Regions from separate parts of the Columba livia genome. Here regions 1 and 2 are each linked to region 3. Evidence: chromatin contacts called from public Hi-C data. All regions are on one chromosome and are shown on one strand. Each heading gives the region's core, a stretch centred on a gene start, on an enhancer-like site or on the middle of the called end of the contact. The rest is flanking DNA. Distances are from core to core; before and after follow the strand shown. Region 1 overlaps RAD51B (RAD51 paralog B). Region 2 has its middle 25 kb from the start of ZFP36L1. Region 3 overlaps RAD51B (RAD51 paralog B).

Region 1 (3,285 bases), core at 125-2,624, 170 kb after region 3:
GTGTGGCAAACTGTCAAGGTGCATTACTCAAAACCACCTTTTGAAATAGAGGTTTTTATACAGCAACGGAAATATTTCTTTTCACTTGAGGCCTGCAAAGGTGGGAGTGGGAGGGTGGTTCTTGGGGCTTTTCATTTGCTAGAACTCAGCTTGGGACAAAATCATAATGCAATGTTCCTTTAGGAAAAGGGCTGATTAACCAAAACCAACACCGTATTTATGCAAACTCAGATAAGGACAATGGAATTTCATACCTCAGAATATGAAGAGTTGCCACAGTCGTCATGGGAGTATTTCCCCACTCACCGCCCCACTGCAAGGACAGGGTGAGACAGGGGAGGAGCTGGTGCCTTATTCGGAGCTAAACACAATGCAAAAGACAGACAGACGGATCTGCTGTAGGAAATCTTATGTTCCTTAGTCTTTGCCATCTGGCAAGTGATCCATGGCTCATGTGAAATGAGTGGGTGGTCATGGTCCAGTTTGTACTAGACATTTTTTTGGGATCACGGAAAAACGAAACAAAACATGGCAATTGGTACCAACCGCTGCTCTTGTTAGCGGCTTTCAACAGGCAAAGGACCAAACAAAACTGAAGACTAAAGCTTCCCCTCCTACAGAACTGGTCACAAGTTCAGAAAGAAATAAACCATGTATATGAGAGGGAAAGTTTGCAATGCCTCTGGCTCTGTCATTCTGTTTGGGATAAAGAAAGCAAAGATTTCAGCCCTTAGGACAACAAGTGACTTTACCTTCCCCGTTCTGATAATTCATCCTTCTATGAATATCAACTTGAAGCTATGAAAGGCACATGAAGTTTACAGCACTGATCTCTTTTTCCGGGTACATCTGATCCTAAAGTCTTAATCTGACATTATAGGAGGTTACTATGTGGGAAAAAAAAAAAATCAAAATTAGTCTCAACAAAGAGATGGATAAACAACTAAATGCAGGACACAAGCTGGGGCATTGTTGCCAGCCTTAAATTTCTTTTATTAACAGCTGTGGAAAGTGAAAGCTCTTTTATAAAACTTTATTTATAGATGAATAACAATGCTTAACAGCAGGTTCTCCACATTATGGAATTATGTTTCAAAGGTTATCCTGCTGAAAAAGAGCCAAATACTACAGCACTTACATTGTTTCAAATTTAATACAATGCAGACTTTTCAAGCACAAATAACTTTAAAGGAAACCATATGGTAACGGCAGACTTGCTTTTCCTTAACAACCTGGAATGCTTTCGTTCTGAGCTTCAAGTTAAAAAGGGTTCAGGACTAGATACGTACAACATTCCTTTCATTTCAAAGAAGAACACTCATTTAGCATCTGGTGATAGTGTGAAACGGCACCATTAGCTAATTTTAATTCAATACAGCAACTCACTGAGCAACTCCAAATCATTCTTCGGCCATGACTGAGCAACAAAAGCAAACCCTAACTCCTGTTTGCTCAAACAGCATCAAAGCAGCTACAAAAAGGCAAGCTAGATTGTACTCTGTTTCCAGCATCAGTGAACAAATATTGACATAATATTTATTTTATTTTAAAGCTTATAATTTTGAAATAAAGGATTTAAACAAATAATCTTTTGAGGTCTCGACAGCTTTCCTTTCACAAACCAAAACTTATGTGGGAGCACTGTCTGAGTATCCAGACACAAATGCTAATCTGACTAAATCTATAAGATAAGGAAAATAAAATTATTTTTTCCATAACCTCTTTAACATTTTAATCTCAGACATTATTTGTAACGACTGTGGAATAAACATTTACAGACCAAAGTTAGAGTTTGGTTTATGGTCCCCCTCCACTTCTCCAGCTTTCTGGGATACACCTGGCTTCTCAGGATCCCAGGGGGAGCTTGTAATACCAGTGGAAAAAAAAGGGCATTCACAGACTTGCTGACTACACATATTTGACACAGAAGGTCACGCATAGGGGGGATCGTGATTTTTTTTCATGATTGCTTTTCAGTATATAACCGCACATTTAAAATCTTCACAGTCAACGTGTACTGCAGAATTCTAGATGTAATAAGAACGAAAAGTTACTAGCACAGCGGAATGGTTAAATCTACACAGAAATGTAATGTACAAATACACACAACTATTCACTAAAGAAAACTTAGCAAAGGCAAGGATGCGTTAAGGTAAAATTATTGTGGTTTGCTTAGCTATGCTTTCTTTTGTTTTGGCAGAGCAGTATAAAGTCCTGAATCAACAGGAAACCTCTTTCATCCATCTGATGATACGTATCAATGATGAAGCCTTTCAGAGGACATTCCGTATTTCTCAGTGCTTAAAATACATTGACATTTTGACAATAAATATTCTTAACCTATGTTAGTCCAGGAACAGCAGACAACTAGAAGCCCTGGCAAAGCTGGTCAAAACCTGTCTAGGCCTGATCATCAGCAAGAAGACCGCGACTTCCTTTCATTTCCCCCCAAGTCCTTTTTAGAATAGAGCTGCAATGGGGCTGCCACACAAGCAGGCGCGTTGGTGGCAGCTTCACCCCAACGCCAGCAGGGAGGTGTGGGTAGGGGCACAGGGCCCTGGCTTGCTGGGAACACTGGGTGCTTCTGGGGGCTGCTGGTTCGGGTCTGCCTGTGCGCACCGCAGCTCTGCCTGCAGCGGCATTGCAGGTGTACCGTAAACGTACTGATCGTGACATCAAATCTGTTAGAGTCACATATTTCAAAAGCAGTAGTTTTTCCTTTGAAACCATTAATTCTAAAGGAGACACAAAATATATATTGTTAATGTCCTGAGAGACCATACCGTTATCTGAACTCAGTCAAGGAAAAACAGTGTTCACATTTGCACGATGTATTTTTTCAACTTCCAAAAATAATTTCTTCAAATCTCATTGGACAAGATTAGAAGATTTCATGACTGATTTGTCAACCATGAACCAAAATATTTTTTTAAATAAATAACAAGATTTATAATTGAATACTAGGGAACTCAACTTGTTAAAGCACAAACAGCTTTTCTGAAGTCATCAGACTTAGCTGGTAAACAGTTTTTAACCAATGGGCAAAGCAGGAGTACAGCACAATTACTGTAAAACTTGATTAGGTTCTGAAGAACAAAAAACAAACAAACAAACAAACAAAAAGAACCCCAAACCCCAGCAAGACGAAGCTGTTGAATCTCTTGCCAATATTAACATGAAGCAGTGCTCAGGAAAAGAAGGGTAAAGGAAGGTCATTGACCTGCTCTCTGCTGTCTATACTGTTTTCTGGGGCTTTTTCTTCCCTTTAGGCACATGTGCAAAAAT
Region 2 (3,494 bases), core at 41-2,540, 170 kb before region 3:
CACCTTATTATCAGATCATGTGAAGGTTGTGAAGAATCATAGAATCAAAGTCCTGAGTTTGAAGGGACCCACAAGGATCATTGAGTTCAGCTCCTGTCCCTGCATATGACAACCCCACAGTTCACACCATGTGTCTGAGGACGTTGTACCAACAACGTGTGACATGTTGTACCAACAACTGTACCAACAATTCTTGATATATTCACCACTATGCAAACCTCACCAGTAGCATCCAGACAAAGGACTCAATTGCAGTGACCAAGAAGAAACAGTAAAGGCATCTGCACAAATTATCTGTCCTTGAGAGGAAAAACACATCGCTGTTATCGCTAGTCATTTATTCCTTCAGAAGGAACTGCTAAGCCAGCTTCAAACAATATTAAAAATAGCAGTGTTTAAGGGCAAATAGATCACTTGAAGTATAAATAAGTATTAAAATGACCAAACAGAAGACAGACATTCTTTCAAACTAACCCCATTGTGGAACACTCCAACATCAGAAAAAAAAAACACAACAAGCAAACAAGACATTAAGGCAACTGAAATACAATCCTAGTAACAGACCAGTCTGCTACCACTCTGCAATAACCTCTGGTAATAGTTGTCTCTTGGCATTTAAATAACAAATTTAAGGCTTTGGAAATGAATGGAAACATAACTTGTTGGTACGTATTTCAACAGCCACTGTATTAAACAGGTGAGAGGTTTGACATATTAGTGGATGGACCAGTCAGAGGTGCGTGACTGGACTGAATGCAGGGGGGACAGCCAAGTATGAAAAATGCAATTTATTCCCTAGCACGGGCTTTTATAAGATGGCAAACATTTCATTACATCCTACCAGCACAAATAATGCTATTTGAGGAAAGAGAACCTTGTAGATATACACAAATATTATTTTGTCATTTAGAAATTTCATATTTATGTTAACAGATTTTATCTGGCACCAAAAATGGGAGAGAAAGCAGGTATCTATTGTGATCTACAAATTGCAGCCTTTGGCATTTGACAGCCTGGAAAATTAAAAAAGCACACAGACACACACACAGAGGTACTGGACCACACAAATACCTCTAGAAACCTTGTGACAAAGACCAGAACGGTTTGCAGGATGGCAGCAGGCTGTGCTTCCAAAGAGCATCCAGCCCTTCAGAGCTCTTGCCAAGGGCCAGCGCACCGTGACCACGGCCAAAGGCCTCACCTCTGCTGCCGTGGGGGGCCCGGGCCGGGTCCCTCCGGGGCTGCCCCGGGCCTTGTCCCTCAGCGACTGCCCCGGGCCGAGTCCCCCAGGGGCTGCCCGGCTCCCTCAGGGGCTGCCCCGGCCCCTCCGTTCCCGCCGTCCGCGGCGGCGGGCGGGGCCCCACCAGGTGGCGCTGTGACACCGCCGCACGGCTGCGCCCGCGCTGCCACAAGCAGGCAAAATCCGTCTCAACAGAGCCCTGGTGACCCAAACCGTGGCCTTTGTGGAAAAAAAAACCACACACGCACACAAAACCATAACAGCACCCCTGACTAGAGCACTGGAAACTCTGCCTTCCTCCCCTCGTGTGGTTTCCTGCACGCTCACCTGTCGGGGAGCGGAAGGAAGAGGTAGGGGAGCAGGGAGGGTGCCTCAAAAATCAACCAAGGAGCTGAGCCTTGTGCAGCTCTCTCAAAGGACCTGCTGGAAGCCAAGTCTGTGTGTTCTGTTGTTCTGTGTCCCACCCGTCTCTCTGACTCTCCATCACTTCCTCAAGCCCTTGGAAGTCCCTCTGTCATGATGGCTACTGTGAGGACTGACCTGAAGGGCTGCTGACCTGTTTCTCCAGCCCAGCTGCAGCCCTGGGGTAGCTTCCCAAATCCACACAACAGCTTCTGAAGGACAGAGGCACAGCTTCACCAAGGACCCAAGTTGCCCACCTTTGTGACTGCTGGCAGGGCAAGTGCAGGAGACAGAGAAATTGAACTGAGATCCAGATACTAAATTGCAACGGTAAAAACCACAAACCAACAACTCAGGAAACCTGCACAGGCTAGTCTTAAGAGGAGAGTGGTTAGCAAGGCTTAGAAGTAGCAAGAGCTTACCAATGTTTCTCTTCTGCGCTAGACTGAGAAACGTAAAATTGTCTACTGAGGAACCAGCCACCCCAGCATCCTTATCCTCCCCGCCCCCCCACCCCATGTACCCACAGCTGCTTCCCAGAACTGGAGCTGCACCCTTCTCCCGCCATGACCCCGTTTCTAGCCAGTGTTAGGTGTACTCTAAATATTGCCTCCCCTCCAAAGGAGTCTGGTGAGAAAGAGGCTTCAGGAAAGAGCTTTTGGCTTGGTCTGGAGAAAATTTCTTCCTGTCTGGGTGTGACTTCTGTGCGGAATGCTTTTCTGCTACGTTTCACCACCCAGTGCCCTGAAGCAGCTGTCTCGTAACAGGGCTGTCATTCCCTGGAGGCTGAGGGCTCTTTCTCCAGGTGTGCCTTGCCCAGAGACCTCTGGCCCTCACCAAGCCACCTCCACAAGGCAGCCTCTCCACACTCCAGTCCTCTGCCAATATCAGGACTCCACAGAGGCAAGCACCCCAAGACAGGATCCACCGCCCCCCATGAAGGTGCCCAGTTCTTCCTCATCACCAGTGGCAGCACTGACAACACTCTTGCTCTTCCTACAGTGCCTTGCTAACACACCTCCATCATCCATGTGCCATCATCCAACATCCACGCAATACCATTGCCTTGCTAGCAACCATCTCCCTGGCCCCAGGGGCAAGAGCCTCTGAACCTCAGACCATGCAGAAAAGTTCCCCTTCACATCCCTTCCTCTGCATCCTGGCTTCACTTGTTTTCCTTTTTATTCCAAGAAGCAGGTTCAGGCCATTTTCAATTCTGAGTTCTCCAAGAATAAGCACCAAAATTCAAAGGCAGTGTTTGGGAATATCATCCCCGCGTATTCAAACAAATACTTCCCACCATTTCATTTACCAAGAAAACACTCCCTTGTGGAAAGCTTTTCTGGTCTTCAGTATCTCTGGAACTTTGAGTGTCTGCTTAGGGCGAGACCGTCACTGGGGCCTTGCCCCACTTCTCATTTGCAACAGACCGCACAGGTAAGGAGAGCAGGGGAAGTGGCTGCTCACAGCAGGGTGGGAGGGAGCTGCTCACACTTCAGAGCCCCTGAGGCTGCCGGCAGGCAGGAAGGGCTGCTCGTGACGCTGGGGTGTGAGGCCAGCCCGCGACGAGGAAACGGCGAGGCCGATGGGATGTGAAAGCTGCGCATATGTCAAAGGCAGGACGGAAGTGTTGTAGGGGGCAGCCCTATTTTTAGCCACCTCTTGCAGAACTTCGCTAGTGCTTGCTGGAGTCAACGGCCGCTTCTCCTTTCCTTGATGTAAGCAGCGCTGAGTTCAGATCTGTTTTTATTTAGCCACTCACGCAATAGTATTGACTGAAATGTCCCTCCAGCTCCTTGGACTCAAAAACACCCATGGTCAGAGAGCCCGAGGTAAGGAGAACAGAAAGTGT
Region 3 (3,525 bases), core at 220-2,719:
GATGCTCCTATTTTGCATTTGTCCATCACTTTTTATTCTAGAAAACATCCAAGAAAAGAAGACCAAGCTAGGCAAACGAATGCCTATATCCATAACTGAAATGGAGCCAGAAGCAGCAGTTGGCCACCCAAGACAGTACTACACAGCAGCTTAGGAAAAAGGTGGAAAAAACATTTCCCTTTATAATGGTCAACAATACCTTGCAGGCATGTCTGTGCAGCCATGGAATGCCTGGAGCCAGGCTTGAAAAACGTGGAACCCTCCAGGAATTTTGCTTGGTCTGACAAAGGACAAGAGGAAGGGCATGTGGTTGATTTGCCCTTACCACTCTCCCTAACACGTCCTGTAACGTGTCCTGCAGGACCAAAATTCTTGCATCAAATAATGGAGCGTTACCTGAATAGTCATCCCACAGTCTGCGCACAGCAGTTGGCTGTATTCCCAAGCATTTAGAAATTGGCCATCCCTATTTAATTGAAACAGCAGGAGAATTTATGGAAGCAAAATTGAATTCCCCTAACTGATAATTGAAAGATTAACTTCTGGAGGGAATGCCTTGAGATTTTTAATGACCACACACGATCAGGACCTTGGTTTAATATCCCATCTATCCATGTAGTACTGACTAAAACAGTGCTGATGGTAGAAAAAAGGAGAAAAGGAACAAAAAGAACATATAGGCCTCTGACATCTGAAATACGGTGTAAAGAGACCACTGCAGCAGACCCACAAAGTCTGGCTGCCCGAAGAATTTGTTATTGATCAAGAATTCATACTGGCATCAGTGAGAAAGAGTCCAGGAAAAACAGAGCTGCTCCATCACGTTTTAAAACAAAACAAAACAAAAAAATCCCACAAAAACCCCCACAGGCTCTTCTTTTCATTAAGCCAAGTGCCAGTGGCTTCTGCAGACCTCAACCAAGATTGTTAATAGTTGAACTTGGACTACCTTTATGGGACCACCATATGAGACTCATATTCACTCTTCACAGTAATTTTAAATTCTGTTTCCAATCCATGCTAACCTCTTACCTCCCCAAAAGCGTTCATGAAAAATACACATTGGCATTAAAGAGAGACTATAGCCCTTCACATCCAATGTGATCCACTGGGGCAGGGGATGGGTGAATCTCCAGTGGTGGTGCAGCAAGGCAGCGCTGCTGCAGGCTCCCAAGCCCAACCTCGAGGCCCAAGGCAACTCAGCAACTTCGAAGTGTTTCTTTTTCATGACAAGGCTAAATGACTTGATTGGATTATTTTGAATTAGACCTTCTTCAATGCTGCCTCTTTGGCAGTTTTAGCAAAGAACTGACCACGGAAATATCCTTTTTTGTTGATATGAAAGGACTTTGCTTTAGGATTGAGGCACACCAGCCAGAGCAATAAGGAGAATATGGAACAAACTGCAAACACCAGTCTTCAAGGCTGTCACACCAACATTAAATTCACTTAAAAAACAGTTGAGAGAGACAGATGGTAAGGTACCAAAGAATGCTGATACTTCTGAGCATGGGAGTGAGACATGGGTCATTTGTAAAAATAGCAGAAACCATGTCTGTAACTTCAGCAACATTCAATTCTTGTATTTAAAAGGGCCCTCCGAGGCTGCAGGTTTCACGCACGTACCCCGGCTTTCAAAGGGAACATGGGAAAATAAGCTCATTGTGTCGGAAGGCCTTGAAAGCGAAAGGAGGCTTGCAGCAGGACGGGAGGAGGGGAAGAGCTGGAGCCCAGCTTGAAAACGCATGGAGAGAAATCGAAAACAAACACATACCTACCCCCAACACGCACAGGCGCACACATGCAAGGCCTAAACTCTGACTGAACTCTGAAATCGGAGACTGAGCTGGTTTGGGAGCCTCTGCTCACTTTTCTCCGTTTTTTTTTTTTTTTTTTTTTTAAAGAAAAAAAGTTTGTTGGTTTGCTTTCAATTACCTCCTCCTCTATAAGGAGGAAAAGAAAATCAGCGAAGCTGTGTGTTATGTGCATGCACATGTGCATATGTGTGTGTCTCCCAGACAGCTGGGGAAGAGTGAGCTGTCAAAAGCCCAGTCCAGCCTCTTCTTGTTCCTGGTGAGGATTTTATAAATATTTGGGAGCTTGCATGGGATGGGGCGGGGGGGGCTGCAGGAGGGAGGCTAGATAACTTTTGGGCCCACACAGCACAGAAGTATTGAAAGCCTGCTTTTCATTAGCATTGCCTAGCAACCAACTCATCTGCTGCAAATCTCATCACGCCCCAGCAAAGCATCCACGGCATGCTAATCTTTTCATTTAATAGAAAAGCTGCTGTAATCTTTCTTCCTTTTCCTTTCTAAAAGTGCAGACAATAATAATAATAATGATAAAAAAAGAATCCGGCCCTGCTCCTCCCGCTGCCCTGCACCCCCCCTTCACTGCTCGCGTTGATCCAACACTTTGCCGAGTTCCCATGGATGACCTACATGCGTGTGTTCTGGCTGATAAGTCCCAGCTGCAGAGACAAGCTTGGGTCGGTTTTTGCTTTTTGTGTTGTGCGTGCTGGGAAGGCAGGGAGGCGAGGGGGAGGATTTTTCTGGCTGTTTGCTGAGAGAGGAAGGAGGCAGGCAGGGCTACAGCGCCCAGGGTCCGAATGGCTTAAATGGAATCTCTGGCTTCAGATACTGTAACTGAAGCCTCCCCAGCAGACTGGAGAGAACTGGTTTGTTCTGGTGCGTGCGCGTTTCTGTGTGCGTGTGAGAGTCCGAGCCCTCGCTCTGTCTGCAGGAGAAGAACGAGTCTTGCTCTGTCGCTGATGAATTCCATGTCCAGCCAGCTGCAAAACCAGCCGTGCTCTGGAATCTCCCTGGGCTTTGCCCATCCTTTCACTCTGAAAATATCACGCCTAAGGGTAGGGGAAGTGGTTAGGATAAAATAAGACTTGACCTGAGCATCTGCCCAGAATCGAAACCAAACGTCTATCTCTCTGGATTTTTGGCTTTTGATAAAGCTCAGATAATTTCTCTTGCCACCTGCCCATCTTCAAGCATGTCTGGTCTTTACGGTTCCACACGGAAACACTAATCTATCATGAAACAGGCCATGCATACACTTTCTGAGTTGATGAGAAGCAGGAACCTGAAAACCTGCAGAAAAGCACATTTCCAGATACTCAGCCCTGTTTTTACAGATACACATCCCAATGAGCAAGGTCTGCCCCATCTCTTTCCTGAGCCTCCTTCCCCTCTTTCTAGTCTCTGTATTTGTTCTACCTTTTTCATACTTTTAAGTGCTCCTGAAGATGTCTTCTCCTCCCCACTCAAAAAGAAGTCAGCTCCCCCAAAGTGCAATGCTGGGGCCATCTCTCATTCTGCCTAACACCCTATCCCATTTCCCATTCCTTGAACCTGTGAACCTTGAATGTAACAGACCTCCTCACTCCTAACCACATGTGACGACTGAGAGCATAGTCCTTCATAAAGAAAGATGTTTCCTTTCCCCCTCTCTAGCATAATGCTGGAAGCATTCTCATTAGTGAGGTGCTATAAAGATGACAGCGAGATCACA

Evidence for each region. Hi-C and Micro-C count contacts between places; a contact is called where the count stands out from the background.
Region 1: a contact with region 3 is called in a Hi-C map of liver, with 2.0 times the contacts expected there. The contact joins two enhancer-like sites. A contact is called at or near these places in 2 of 2 Hi-C or Micro-C datasets (crop and liver).
Region 2: a contact with region 3 is called in a Hi-C map of crop, with 2.0 times the contacts expected there. The contact joins two enhancer-like sites. A contact is called at or near these places in 2 of 2 Hi-C or Micro-C datasets (crop and liver).

What each region holds. Positions count from the first base shown.
Region 1 is chr5:36,601,705-36,604,989 of bColLiv1.pat.W.v2, reverse strand. The region is part of intron 9 of RAD51B (RAD51 paralog B); the gene reads right to left. Among named protein-coding and RNA genes, the nearest start is that of RAD51B, 190 kb to the right of the region's middle. Within about 2 kb of position 1,374, at least 2 of the 3 cell types and tissues checked have an H3K27ac peak away from gene starts, as active enhancers do.
Region 2 is chr5:36,937,072-36,940,565 of bColLiv1.pat.W.v2, reverse strand. No RefSeq gene overlaps it. Among named protein-coding and RNA genes, the nearest start is that of ZFP36L1, 25 kb to the right of the region's middle. Within about 2 kb of position 1,290, at least 3 of the 3 cell types and tissues checked have an H3K27ac peak away from gene starts, as active enhancers do.
Region 3 is chr5:36,769,470-36,772,994 of bColLiv1.pat.W.v2, reverse strand. All of the region lies in intron 13 of RAD51B (RAD51 paralog B), which reads right to left. LOC135579575 (a long non-coding RNA gene) reads left to right here. Exons shown (of 3, transcript XR_010472958.1): 1 at 1-2,073. Among named protein-coding and RNA genes, the nearest start is that of ZFP36L1, 140 kb to the left of the region's middle. Within about 2 kb of position 1,469, at least 2 of the 3 cell types and tissues checked have an H3K27ac peak away from gene starts, as active enhancers do.